2 separate regions of the Triticum aestivum genome follow, and region 2 is linked to region 1. A link is a contact called in public Hi-C data. All regions are on one chromosome and are shown on one strand. The core of a region is the stretch at or near the end of the contact, and the rest is flanking DNA. Distances in the headings are between cores, read along the strand shown.

Region 1 (6,047 bases), core at 1,981-4,480:
TTACGAATGGGGCTATGTTTGGGCGTCTGCAGGGACATGGAGTGGTTGCTAGTTGCTAGTACTTGTAGATTACTTGATCTGTTTTGCATACACCATGAGGAGTTGAGGACCTGGATGATCATTCAAGACTAGAAAAGAAAAGAGGCATGGAGGCAATGAGTCAACCAATGGGGTGGTATTTTGATCTCATCTCAGAAATTTTATTATGTTTGTTTTTATTACATGTCATTTTATTAATTATTTATATATACCCGCCGTATCGTGTGTTGTTGTTTCTAGAAATTGCCGTATCCCGTATCGCCGTACTCGTATCGTCGTATCGGTGTCGCCGTATCGGTGCAACGTAGGAGGGAAGCATACAAAGCTAAGGATGGACCTCACACAGATTATACGTACATACACGCACAGAAACTAGGTGTATTAGGTAGGTTATAAGCAGTTGGGCTTGGCTTAGCAGGAATGTTTCATGTGCTGCCTGACTGCGTCGCCCCTTCACTTCACTGCACTGCACTGCATGCACGAGCTAGCGAGCTAGGGCACATGCACGGCCAAAGCCGGCCCTGGAGATGCATAGCTGAGCGAGGTGAACATGACCCAAGCATGCAACAACGCAAGGCAAGCAGAGGAAAAAAACTATCCATCCCACTATCGCTCTCAGATTTATTACTGCACTGCATACATGGCCTGCCAACCCGTGACAGACATATATATCTGTGTGTTACAGCCGATCGATAGACCAAACATGAGACATATGTGCATGCATGCATGTACGTAACACCCACCGTAGATGTGGTTGTGGACCAACTAGGCACCTAGCTAGCAACCTAGGAGGATGCATCTTATTTTGCTTTCTCAATCAAAATCTAAAAAGGAGGATTCACAATCCCTCTCTCGGCTACTCCCATTCCCCATCTCCGTGCATGTGTTTGTCTGACGGCGTCGGTCCGTGAGATCTGTTCCGTGCGTGGTTCACTTCAATCATGGAGGCAGACGCGAGCGCTGCTCCGGCGGCATGGGACACGTGACACATGGACCAAAGCAACCCACTGTCACCGTCATGCACCATCTCAAACGGGATCCTCATCGGCCGGACAGCATTACATGCATGCTAGTAATCGTATTTTTTTAGATGTTACCACTTAATCATATCACAAGATGTGTGCAAAAGAAATTATTACAAAGTTTTACATGATGCGCAAAAAGTTTGTTGCTCCAAATCCAAAACGAGACTGAGCTAATTAATTCACCCTTTTCTCTCTTGATCTGCTTATTACAAACTTCTCTACTTCCTCCTTCAACAAAACCATAATCGAGGCCTATGTTGCATCGGAACTTATAGTACACTTGATTCATTCTAATTATGATTAAGGGTGTGCGATATTTTTCATCCTGTTGCAGTGTACGGGCTCTTTTGCTAGTCAATACCTACAACACAAATCGCCATTGTTTGAATGATCATGAAACATATTTTCACATTTTATTTATTTGGTATTATAGGTATTGATACAATTTTCTATAAACTTGATCAAGCATACGCTCAGACACACTACTCCCTAACTCAGACATATATACTACTCCCTAGGTCTATGCATGTTGCAGTGTGGCTCCATGCATGTCACGTACGCTCAGACATTTTTCACCCTGTTGCAGTGTACGGGCTCCATGCATGTCACGTACGCTCAGACATACTACTCCCTAGCTCTACCACGTGCTATGCATGAAGGCGGTAGTTTGGCCCTGAAGATGGCTGGCAGCAGCCAGCCTGACGTTGGATGCGGACGGATGGACGGACGTGCATGCCGTCGTGTTTCGCCGTCCACACATACTGACAATACATCACACATTGCATGCATCATGAGAAAGGAAAGAGAAACGGAGGGAGAGTTCGGCTTGGCAGGACCAGCTGGGCAGGAAGGAGGACAAGCGCAAGACGCCACGGCTTCCTCGGGAAACGGGATGCAATGGACCGAGGGAGAGAGGTAGAGGGTCCATGAGCAAATGCACAGAGAGAGAGAGAGAGAGGGAGGGAGGGAGCCAGGACATCAAATGAACTATAGGTAGGTTGCTGGTGAATGATGAACGCATCAACCGCCATTTTAGGCCCCCACGAAATAGACAAAAGAAAAAGAGCAAACGAACCACAGCAGAGCGAAGAAACAAGTCTCCGATTTACTGCATACACACTACACGGCCTGCCAACCTGTGACATCTATCCTATACTAGACCAAACATATGTGCATGCATGTACTCCCTCTTTCTAGAGGTTTGAAATGGACTACAACATATAAATATATACAGAAATATTTTAGAGCATAGATTCATTCATTTTGTTCCTTATGTAGTCTCTTGTTAAAATCTTTAAAAAAACTTATATTTAGAAACGGAGGGAGTACATAACACCCACCGGTGGCAAACATTTCACCCTAGCTACAGGTCGCTAGACACCCGGCGAGCCACTTAGCCAGCCAGGAGAATGCATCTTTATTTTGCTACGTGTGTTGCGTAACTTCTCAATCAAAATATAGAGATGGCTCCCAAAAAGAAAAATGAAGATACCATGCATCCACGCATGCGTGCATCCCATCCACATCGTAACACGTTATTTGGGACGTGGCTTAATGGAGTAGACATACACATGGCTAAACATATTTCGATATGGATGTGTGCTTTATTACGGGCTAATATGGAACACTAGAAATGATATGATTTTTAATACTACATCATTCACCAATTTTTTTTGCAGGTTATCTATAGAGGTACAGTCTGGATGCGTATGTGGTCGTTACTCACTCATGCGAACTACATGGGGCCTAAGGTTATTGGGTGCAACCGCTGGGACACAGTAGCACGGGCTATCTTCAGCCGATTTGGATGACGAGTTAATAATAGGCTAGGTGTGTAGGCATCGTAGCATGTTCTTTATCGCCGGATGTGGCGCTTTATTATCAGATGTGGCGCTTTACATACTTATTTTCTCCTTCTTTGTTCGGATTTTGAGCTTATTTAGATGTTAAGACTGTGTTTTGATTTTTAATAATATGGTTACATGCATCGACCGATGCAGAGGCAGGAGGCATTCCTCCTTAAAAAATATCCCCATCGCAGTGCCTGTGTGTTTCTCCGACGACGTCCGTCCGTGAGAGCTCGGTCGAGGATCTGTTCCGTGCGTGGGGGTGGGGCCGGTGCCTCAATCATGCACGGAAGAGATCGGCAGGCGCGACCCTCTTCTGTCTTCTCCTCTTGTCAGCAACTCAGAATCGTCTCGTGCCCGTCTCGTGCACCATCCATGCTCGATCGCCCCAGCACAGCACAGCACATGCACTCATGCAGCACTTAGCAACTCCGACGCGTGAACGAATCGTGAATTTTGTCCGCTATCTATCCGTTTGAACAAGCCAATGTGTCCAACAGTGACCGACACATTTGTCCGTGTGAACTTTGTAAAATAAGCTTAAAATAAAACATGCACACAAATTAAACATTAAAATCTCTGTGTGTGAAAGAATTACTGCTGCAAATCTAAAGCGACACGAACAAATCTCTGTGTGCGTGTGTGGAAACTTCTCTTTCTTCTTCTAGCTAGAACACGATCGAGCCCAATGACGCAAGAAACAACTACAAGCTCAGTTTTACCGGCCCGTTCGTAAATGCATGCGACTGAAAAATCTGAACGTCAACACAGCCGGGACATAACTACTCTACTTTACCCCACCAAAATGCCAGGGGCAGCAGATGCTAGGCACAAGGCTGGAAATAGCATGACACGGGAAATAGCATGACAACCGCACATTTGTTTCGAATCAAAATATCAAATCAATCAGCCAGAAAGGAAGTCCAGTTCAATGAAGAGATGCCTACGGAGCAAGAAACAACAACAGGTTCAGGTTCAAACGCAACAACAGATATTCTCCACCAGAAGACGGAAGTACCAGACCAGAATCCCCCGGCACCGCACCGCACCGGGTTATGACTAGGACACTACACTTTGTTTGGCCGCTGCTCTATTCCAGACTAGCTCACACCACATATGATTTCACCCATCCTTTATGCTTAGGGCATCTCCAACACCGACACCTAAACTGGACACCGTATTTGTCCACGAACAGAGGGAGCAGTCTGTGAAAACGAACGCAGGAGCCGGTCATCCAACACAATCCGTCTAATTTGCATACAACAAAGTATTAAGAGCACATCTAATAACACATAAGTTCGTCAACTACATATGAAAAACATGACCCATTTGTTAGTCAACTACAGCTTGAATTGGCTTCTTTTTCAGATTAGCCTGCACGAAATAGACTCATCAATCTGTTAAAAAAGGACTCATTGAGGTTGTACATTTTATGTCAAATGTCAATTGCAAAAAGTACGATTGCAAGAACTAGGACCATTGATATGTGATATAGTAAGAACCTATTCGGCATCTTAGTTTCTCAAATTAACTTGGCCAAACCTTACCTCCATCCCTCTAAATTCATCACATAATAGTTGGGTGAAACTATAAGTCGCAGAATTGTACAAAAAGTTGGCACCAAATTTAATTGATAGAGCTGCAAACCATATATGTGGAACATCATTGCAGCAAACTTGCTCATAAGTTTTAATAGTATGTACCTGAAACAGATGTGCTTCTCTATAGATGAAAGCTTCTGTACAAAACAGTACCCAGATTTAAGAAGCATGGAGGCTACTTTCTGGGAAAAAAACATGAAGGAACAATTTATTATAATTACTTCTCTTTGAAGTACTGTCATGAGTTAAAAAAATCAACAAAATAGCTTTTGTAGCTTAGTATAGTAAGAAAAATACTAGGGGCAAGGTCACGAGCTGGGAGATGACATTCGCCGGAGGCAATGGACAACTAAATTTAACATCAGACCACTTTCTGAGTGTTGTGTTCCTTGTTTCCATTCCAACATTTCAAAACAAATCAATTTTCAAACGGGTACTCAAAATCATAACCGTCTTTAATGTGTGATGGCTGGTTGACATACAACTAAAACAATATATTTTTAGCAGTTGGTTTGAAACTTGTACCAATTGATTAATTTCCAAGCACGAAACTAAAAGAACACACGGCGATCAATTCATGCACTTGGCAATTAAGCAAAAAAAACATACCTTCACCCAGCAGCTCAAGGCCAACTCAACAAACACACGAAAGCAATCTTAATTTTGTTGTCGCCCTCTTGTCCTTTGCAAAGGCTATTTTCTGTCTGCGAAGATATGTATAAAGACAGTGCTCATTACATAATCAAATTAGAGATAAGTAGAGTTTAGGTGGTAATATTACATGTATTTCAACGAAAAACAGAACAAATGCTAATCACACAATGTATTCCGCTCAATCTTAGTGTAGTAAAGAATTCAGAATTTATGGAAACATATGGCTGTTTTCAAACTAATTTAACAAATTAAGGCAGCAATAAATGGTTGCAGTCCCTCAAATTTGGTAATAGCGGTTTCACCCAAGATGGCTCTGCGATGGGAGAACACATAAAATAACTATTTTTCTACATAAGGCTACTACAATCAGTAGATTACATGCATAACAAATGAGGACAGATTGATGATATGACATGAGCACACAACTTTGCCAAGCTTATCGGCATAACACTAAATTATTTGATTTTGTAACAGTAGGGAATGGTACCTCTTCATCTGGAAGAATAATGATACAATTTAATGCCACTGGGTGATAAACTCACCTTCTTGTTTGCAACCTCTCTGCTGTGCCAATGATATTCCTCGAACTTGCAATGTAACTGCCGAATAAGTCAAAGATACTAACATAATGAAAGGTCAAAAGGTATGATAGACAAAAATCCCAAGTAACTATAAGGATAAGTACCATTAAGACTGAACCAACAAAGAAAACACAAGTGCAAGACAGATCAAATGATCCTGAGCATACTAAATACAGAATGGCATTGTAATGTATAGGATAAAACATGGTAGAATATCACATCAATATAAGGAGCATCATTGCTGCCTAAGAGAAAGAAAAATATAAATTAAAGAGCTACCCTGCTGAATATCACATTAAC
Region 2 (6,047 bases), core at 1,046-3,545, 200 kb before region 1:
GGGATCCCTCCCTCCAGGTGCTGAAATCATTTCCCTCATCTTACACACATAGGGAGAGGGGATTTTTTTTTCGGAGAGAAGCTATTTTTCTCCATCCATCCAGCACGTCTTCATCACCATCGTCATTGGAAAACAAAACTGGGGAGAGACTTTCCTTTCCCATGCCCATGCAACGTCCCAATCGGCCAGCCATCCATCCATGTCCTCTTCTTCAGCGGCAGCATCATCGCCATCACCGGTGAGGTTGTGAGCAATGCAAAGCAAGCAAGCAAGCAACGGCGTTCTGCTGCTGCATGATTCATCAGCACAGTATGCATCCGCTGGTGCCCGCCCGGCATCGCCGATGTCAACCAACAGGAGCAACACGGCCGGTGAAACACTAAACAACGGCCGGAAAAGCGCAGGAGCGAGGGGATCATCGCCCTCACCAATCATTCACCGGAAAGGCGCCCGCCCGCCGATCTTCGTTGCTAACAGGAGAGAATTTTGATCACGGCGACGGACATGGTTATCAATCATCTGCGAAAAAGGCTTCTCCCCCCACCCACCCCGAATCTTTGCCCAACCCCTTTTCGCTACTGCTGGCTGCTCGTACTAGTGCTAACTGCTAATTCTACTCACTGCTACACCTACTTCTACTTCTACTTTATTATCCTTCCTCCTCCTCCTCCTGCTGCTGCTGCTGGTCATGGCGGTCATGGACTCATGGTGGTGCTGGTGCTGGTGCTGGTGCTTCCTCACAAGCAGCCGCCCCCGTAGCCGGCGTTCTTGAACAGCTCCTGCTTGATGGCGTCCGCGCTGATCATCTCCCTCTGCATCTGCGCCCAGAAACGACCCGAAATCAGCTGGGATTAGTGACTGAACTGACGATGCGGCTCAAAAAAGAAGAAGAATCCATCCATCCATGTTTGCTGGTGAGCTGACGAATCCATGGATGCACGGAAGCATCGTTGGTTACCTCGGAGCAGGAGGCGTGCATGGCGAAGTCGTTGAAGCAGCTGACGACGCACTGCTGGATGTCGAGGCCGAGGGTGTCGAGCGTGCCCACCGTCGACAGCAGCAGCCCCGGCTTGGCCGCGCAGTAGACCTCCACCCGGGTGTCGCCCTCCTCCTTGCGCTCCACCTCGAACTGCAACAACACCTCTCCGTCAGTCTCCCAGTCAGCAATGGCGCTCTGCTCCATTGGCGAGGGCAGCGGGCGGGCGGCCTGGAACTAGAAGATTGCTGACCTTGGGGGTGTTCCGGGCGAGCATCTCGTTGGGGTTGAGCTCCCGGAACACGCTCAGCAGCGGCGCCGCCGGCCCGGGATGCTGGTGCGGACACGCCTCCTCCATCTCCTCCTGCAGCCGCCGGATCCTCTCCAGCAGCTCCTTCATGTAGTCGATGGTGTCCCCCAGGATCGACGTCCTGTCCATCTACACGCCCGCCCAAAAACAAATCCCCACCAAGAACGCACATTCAGTTTGATTTACCCCCAAGATTAAGATTTTGACGAGGTCGATTGCAGCGGTGAAATCGGGAAGGAGGGGGCTTTTTTTCACCTTGCTGATCTTGGGCACCACGGAGCGGAGCATGGAGAGGCGGTCGTTGAGCCGCTTGCGGCGCCGGCGCTCCGCCATCAGGTTCTTGGACGGCATGCCCTCCACCCGCTTCTTCCTCGACGCCGGCCCCTGGGGCAGCGCCGCCATCGGGCCCGGGCCGAACGCGCCGCCGTCCGCCGCCGCCGCCAGCCCGGGCTCCACCTTGCAGGCGCCGAGGCCGGCCCCCTCCGCCGCCAGGGCCGCCTTGGGGTCCATCGCGGCGAGAAACCCCATCTCGCCGTACCCGCCGCCGACGGCATTGGGGAAGGGGCCGCCGCCGTAGACCTCGCTGAGGCAGTCGAACCCCCCAGAAGCCACCGCCGCCGCCTGCTGATGCTGATGCTGGTGCTGCTGCGGGTGCGGCTGCTCGAAGGAGGCGGTGAAGGTGGGCAGCACGCTGACGGTGGGCTGGTGCCGCTCCTGGAAGCAGTCCATGGCGCCGCCGCCGCCGCCGCCGGCCCCGCAGGCCGGCGAGAAGAAGTCCCCCATGGCATTGCACTCCCACGCCGCCGTGGCGTCCCTCCTCAGCGAGAAGAGCTCCTCCAAGAACGCCTGCTCGTCCAGCTCCATTGCCCCTCTTCCCCCCTCCTCCTCCACTTCCTTCTTGGCCTCCCCTTCTGACAAAGATGGAGACGGGAGAGAGTGATGTGTCTCTGTGTGAGAGAGGGGGGGATGGGAGGAAGGATGATGATGGTATTGTGTTGGTGTCCATGGTGAGTGGGGATTAATATACTCCCTGGTAATGAACGGTGAGCAGTGGCATTAAGGTAGGCTGAAGGGTTCCATTAGGGAGATCATGCATGCATGCATGGAGCATAGGGATGTGATTGGATTGGGAAGGAATCATGCCTTTCCATCCCTCTGGGCTTAACCTAATCAAATGTAACGCGAGCGGCTCCCAATCAACCCAGGTTTTGTACTCTTGCGGCTTGTGAGCTAGCAGTACTACTAGTACTAGTACTAGCACTAGTCTAGGGGTGAGAAAGATAAGATAACAGTGGCCAGGGGAATCAGGGAGGGAGTACTCCGGCCTCTCTCTCTTTTCTTTTCTTTTCTCGTGTGTAATGGCCTCCCGCCACACTCATGTGCAGGGAGGGAATCGGCAGAAAGCGTGACAGGAGACGGATGGATAGATATGATGCGTCCATCTGTTGGACATAATAAAGGCCGGGCATCATTGCGCTGAAGAAAAATTGTGGCCAGGTGCTGCGTCTGTGTGTGTGTGTGGGGGGGGGGGGGGGGGGGGGGGTTTATTCCTGAAAGAATGCAATGCAAAGTACTACGCCATCAACACATGCTGCATAGGTGATTGTGTGATCTTGGTGTGAGCAGCCAAGCAGCCGTTGTGTAATAGCCATGTCGCTTGTTATCCTAAACTGTGATTGATTACCTCGTGGTGTACGGCACAGGTGAAGCTGCCGATACTATAACTTTTACGAATGTTATGTATGTTATTCCGAGTGGGGTTAGTGGTAACTAGGAGGCAACGGGAAGGGTCCAAAACCGTCTTTCTGGGGCGGTCATCGCGCTTGCAGCGGTCAGGCACAGACTTTTACCCATCCGTCCCCATTGAAAAGGGCGGGTTCCAAGTTAACTCACCTCACAGCTCCGTGAGGCTAGTCATAGTGGGAGTAATTTAGGTAGTAACATAACGCATTTCAAAAAAAATTTGCTTACGTGGCAAGTAGTTAATGAGAGTTGGTAACATAATATGTTACTGTAACATAGTGCTTCCCGAGACAAGACGAGGCTACAAGTTATTGAATGAAGACATCCATCATACTATTATTATGTTATTTTGAATTATGAAGATGATAACTTAGATTAGACACTAGTCTAAGTTACTCCCCACTATGACCAGCCTGAGTTGTGGCCTCCCCTAAAACTAGAATAATGTAAACTACGAACCTCCATCCCCCCTCATTGTCAGACCAATTCTATCTACACAACTATACTAGTACTAGAAAATAAAATCCTATGACCACACCAGTTGATTTCATCAAATTATATTACTTGTTCTGAGCTAGTCTACACTCACGGCCCGTGTGGAGCGTGGCGAGGTTTGACCCACCGTGCCGTGCGTGTCTGCCTCGCCTTTGCGGGGGAGGAGTGAGGAGCAGCGACTGTGTCAGGGCTCCCCTGCTCACCGACGCGATGGGCCCATGCGCGAGGCAACTCTGCGGCGTGGCCCCCCCGCCGGTGAGCCCCCCACGTGTCCTACGTCGCCGCAGGGCCCCCCCTCCGCTCTGGTCATCCGTGTGATTCTGTGGGTGAGATGGCGCGTCGCGGCCGTGGGCTCGGCCTGCCACCTCGGCTCATGGGCCAAAGGTGATTATTTCCAAGACTGGTTGTGTATCGCTGAATTGAAGTGGGCTCCTGTGATAACCAACTAGCTGCTGTACTTAGAGCATCTACAGCCAGACTTAGCAAATCCGGCCTCTCAAACACCTGCTGGTATGTCCGTGGACACTGATCGGGCATCTCTTAAATGTTGCGCCGTACATCCATATACCGCAAATTCCGATCCTCGAATCCATGCTATTAATGCATGTGGGTCGATCAAACGATACAAATTGTCCGAATTTCAAAGTTCAAAACAAAGCAAATCATAGTTCAACAAAACCAGACATGCCAAAATGAAATCAATGTTCGAGCGTGTGACGGATGGCCTTGGATCACAGGCATCTGCATGAGCGGAAAGCTCTCCGGAATGGCCCGGCCGGCCGGCGAATCCTCCTCTGTTCCAATGGGGTCGGACGGCGTAATCCGCGTCGGCGCTCGAAGGGAAGGGGTGCGGGGATCCGGATGCGGCGGAGGAGACAACTGCTCCACCATGTCTGAACCTCCCTGCGACGCCGCCGACTCCTCCCTCTCTTGCTGCCGGCGTCGCCACAACTTTCGGGCGACGTTCTCCACCTTGCAAGTCGCAGCCGACGAATTGACCGCGCCGACGGATGAGGCGGACTGCGTCTTCGCTGTGGCGGTGTGGGTTGGGCTGGACGAAATCTCCGACGGTGGATCAGGACCGGTGGTGAGGATTGGGAGTAAGGGTGGAGGACGGCGAGGGTCCGGCCGCGGGAAAGGTCGGAGGGCGGCGGCGGAGGAGGAAGGGTTTGGTGAATTTAGTGCAATTTTGAGTGGGGTCGGGCTGTCGGGTCCGACGTGGCGTGCGTGCCGGGGCGCCTCATATCCACCTAATATTTTGGTTGGATATGAGATGTGCCGGTTAGCCTGGACGTTTGAGGCCCGTTTAAGGAGGCCGTCTGGGTCGGAAAAAAGTAATCGACAGTGACCGGGTGGCCCGCCCAGGCGTATGAGACGGGTTCGACAGTGAAAATTTTGGGTATTAAACTTGGTTGACCAGTTTACTTATGTATGAAGTTTCATGAAGAAATGACACTTGAGGTATTCCGTAGTGAAGAAAATACAATCCGGCGTTACTATTTCTCTAAACGGTGTTCCAGAAATCCGTGTCCCAGCTTATTTATTTGTCCATATATATTCTGGTTTTCATTTCTAGTGTGCCGACCAATATTGTTACTGTGCTCTTTGTTTTATACTATATGCCCACTGATTTAATTTGTCCAATTTCTACTGCGGCTGCAGAGATTCATAGAACCTGCCTAGCTAGACATGTGTGAACAGGGCATATGATTTTCATCGCGAAACGGACTCGATCAGAAACGGCCGTCTTCTGCAAGTCACGATCTCCAACCAACCCAGAGACCCAGGCAGGCGGTCATGGCTGGGGTGATTGTGCACTGGGTGCTTGTGAGATAGAGTGAGACCCATCACCCATGGCCAGGCCAGCTACATGTATGGCCATGGGCCATGGCGATGAGCAGTCCGCATTCTTTGTCCGTGTTCTTGCCGTACTGCTACTCCAGCAGTCCGCCCGCATGTTGCCCGGTTCCTTCGCGCCGCTCCGCTCCAAGCAGCTTCAGAATTCAGCAGTGGTATTATTGTTTTCTTGGTGGATTGGGAAGTGTGTGCTGCGTGCCAAGTTTTCTGCAGTCCAAGGAAGTTTGCTCAGTCACCAACCTCTGATTTTGTGCGTATCTTTTGTGGTTTCGAGGGAGGAGAAAAATACTCTTGTGGACGTGTGATGTACTTGCTTGTTTATAGTACGACTATACTAGTATACTATTGTGGTTTTCCAACCAACGATCTCAGGATATTTTTTTTTTCTTTAGAACTGATGATATGCTATATAGTTCGTCACCCTACCTTCGTCCCCAAATACAAGGCGTATAAATCCAATTAAAAAGTCAATTCATTCTGAGATCAGATATATAAAAGAAAATATCAGCAACTACAATATTGAATAAATAGATCATGATATTGCTTATCTTAATAATTTTCTATATATACTTGGTCAAACTTAAAAAGTATTCACTTTTTAACTAAATTTATATTCCATCTATTTGAGATGGAGGTACACTAGTAGAAAACGGGCCTTTGTCCCGG

Evidence for each region. Hi-C and Micro-C count contacts between places; a contact is called where the count stands out from the background.
Region 2: a contact with region 1 is called in a Hi-C map of leaf, with 3 times the contacts expected there. The contact joins the promoter of LOC123159746 here to the enhancer-like site in region 1. A contact is called at or near these places in 2 of 5 Hi-C or Micro-C datasets (both in leaf).

Annotation. Positions count from the first base shown.
Region 1 is chr7B:731,849,589-731,855,635 of IWGSC CS RefSeq v2.1, reverse strand. It overlaps LOC123160759 (a long non-coding RNA gene), which reads right to left. Exons shown (of 6, transcript XR_006480362.1): 3 at 5,709-6,047; 4 at 5,122-5,216; 5 at 4,615-4,694; 6 at 3,886-4,308. Among protein-coding and RNA genes, the nearest start is that of LOC123160759, 3.9 kb to the right of the region's middle. Within about 2 kb of position 3,230, at least 6 of the 8 cell types and tissues checked have an H3K27ac peak or open chromatin away from gene starts, as enhancers often do. A contact at or near this core is called in leaf, where this site is marked.
Region 2 is chr7B:732,051,968-732,058,014 of IWGSC CS RefSeq v2.1, reverse strand. It overlaps LOC123159746 (transcription factor BHLH3), which reads right to left and starts at 2,295. Exons shown (of 5, transcript XM_044577566.1): 1 at 1,542-2,295; 2 at 1,230-1,415; 3 at 959-1,129; 4 at 744-818; 5 at 1-169. The coding sequence starts at 2,150. The coding sequence ends at 41. LOC123159745 (serine/threonine-protein kinase ATR) reads left to right here. Exons shown (of 16, transcript XM_044577564.1): 16 at 2,672-2,765.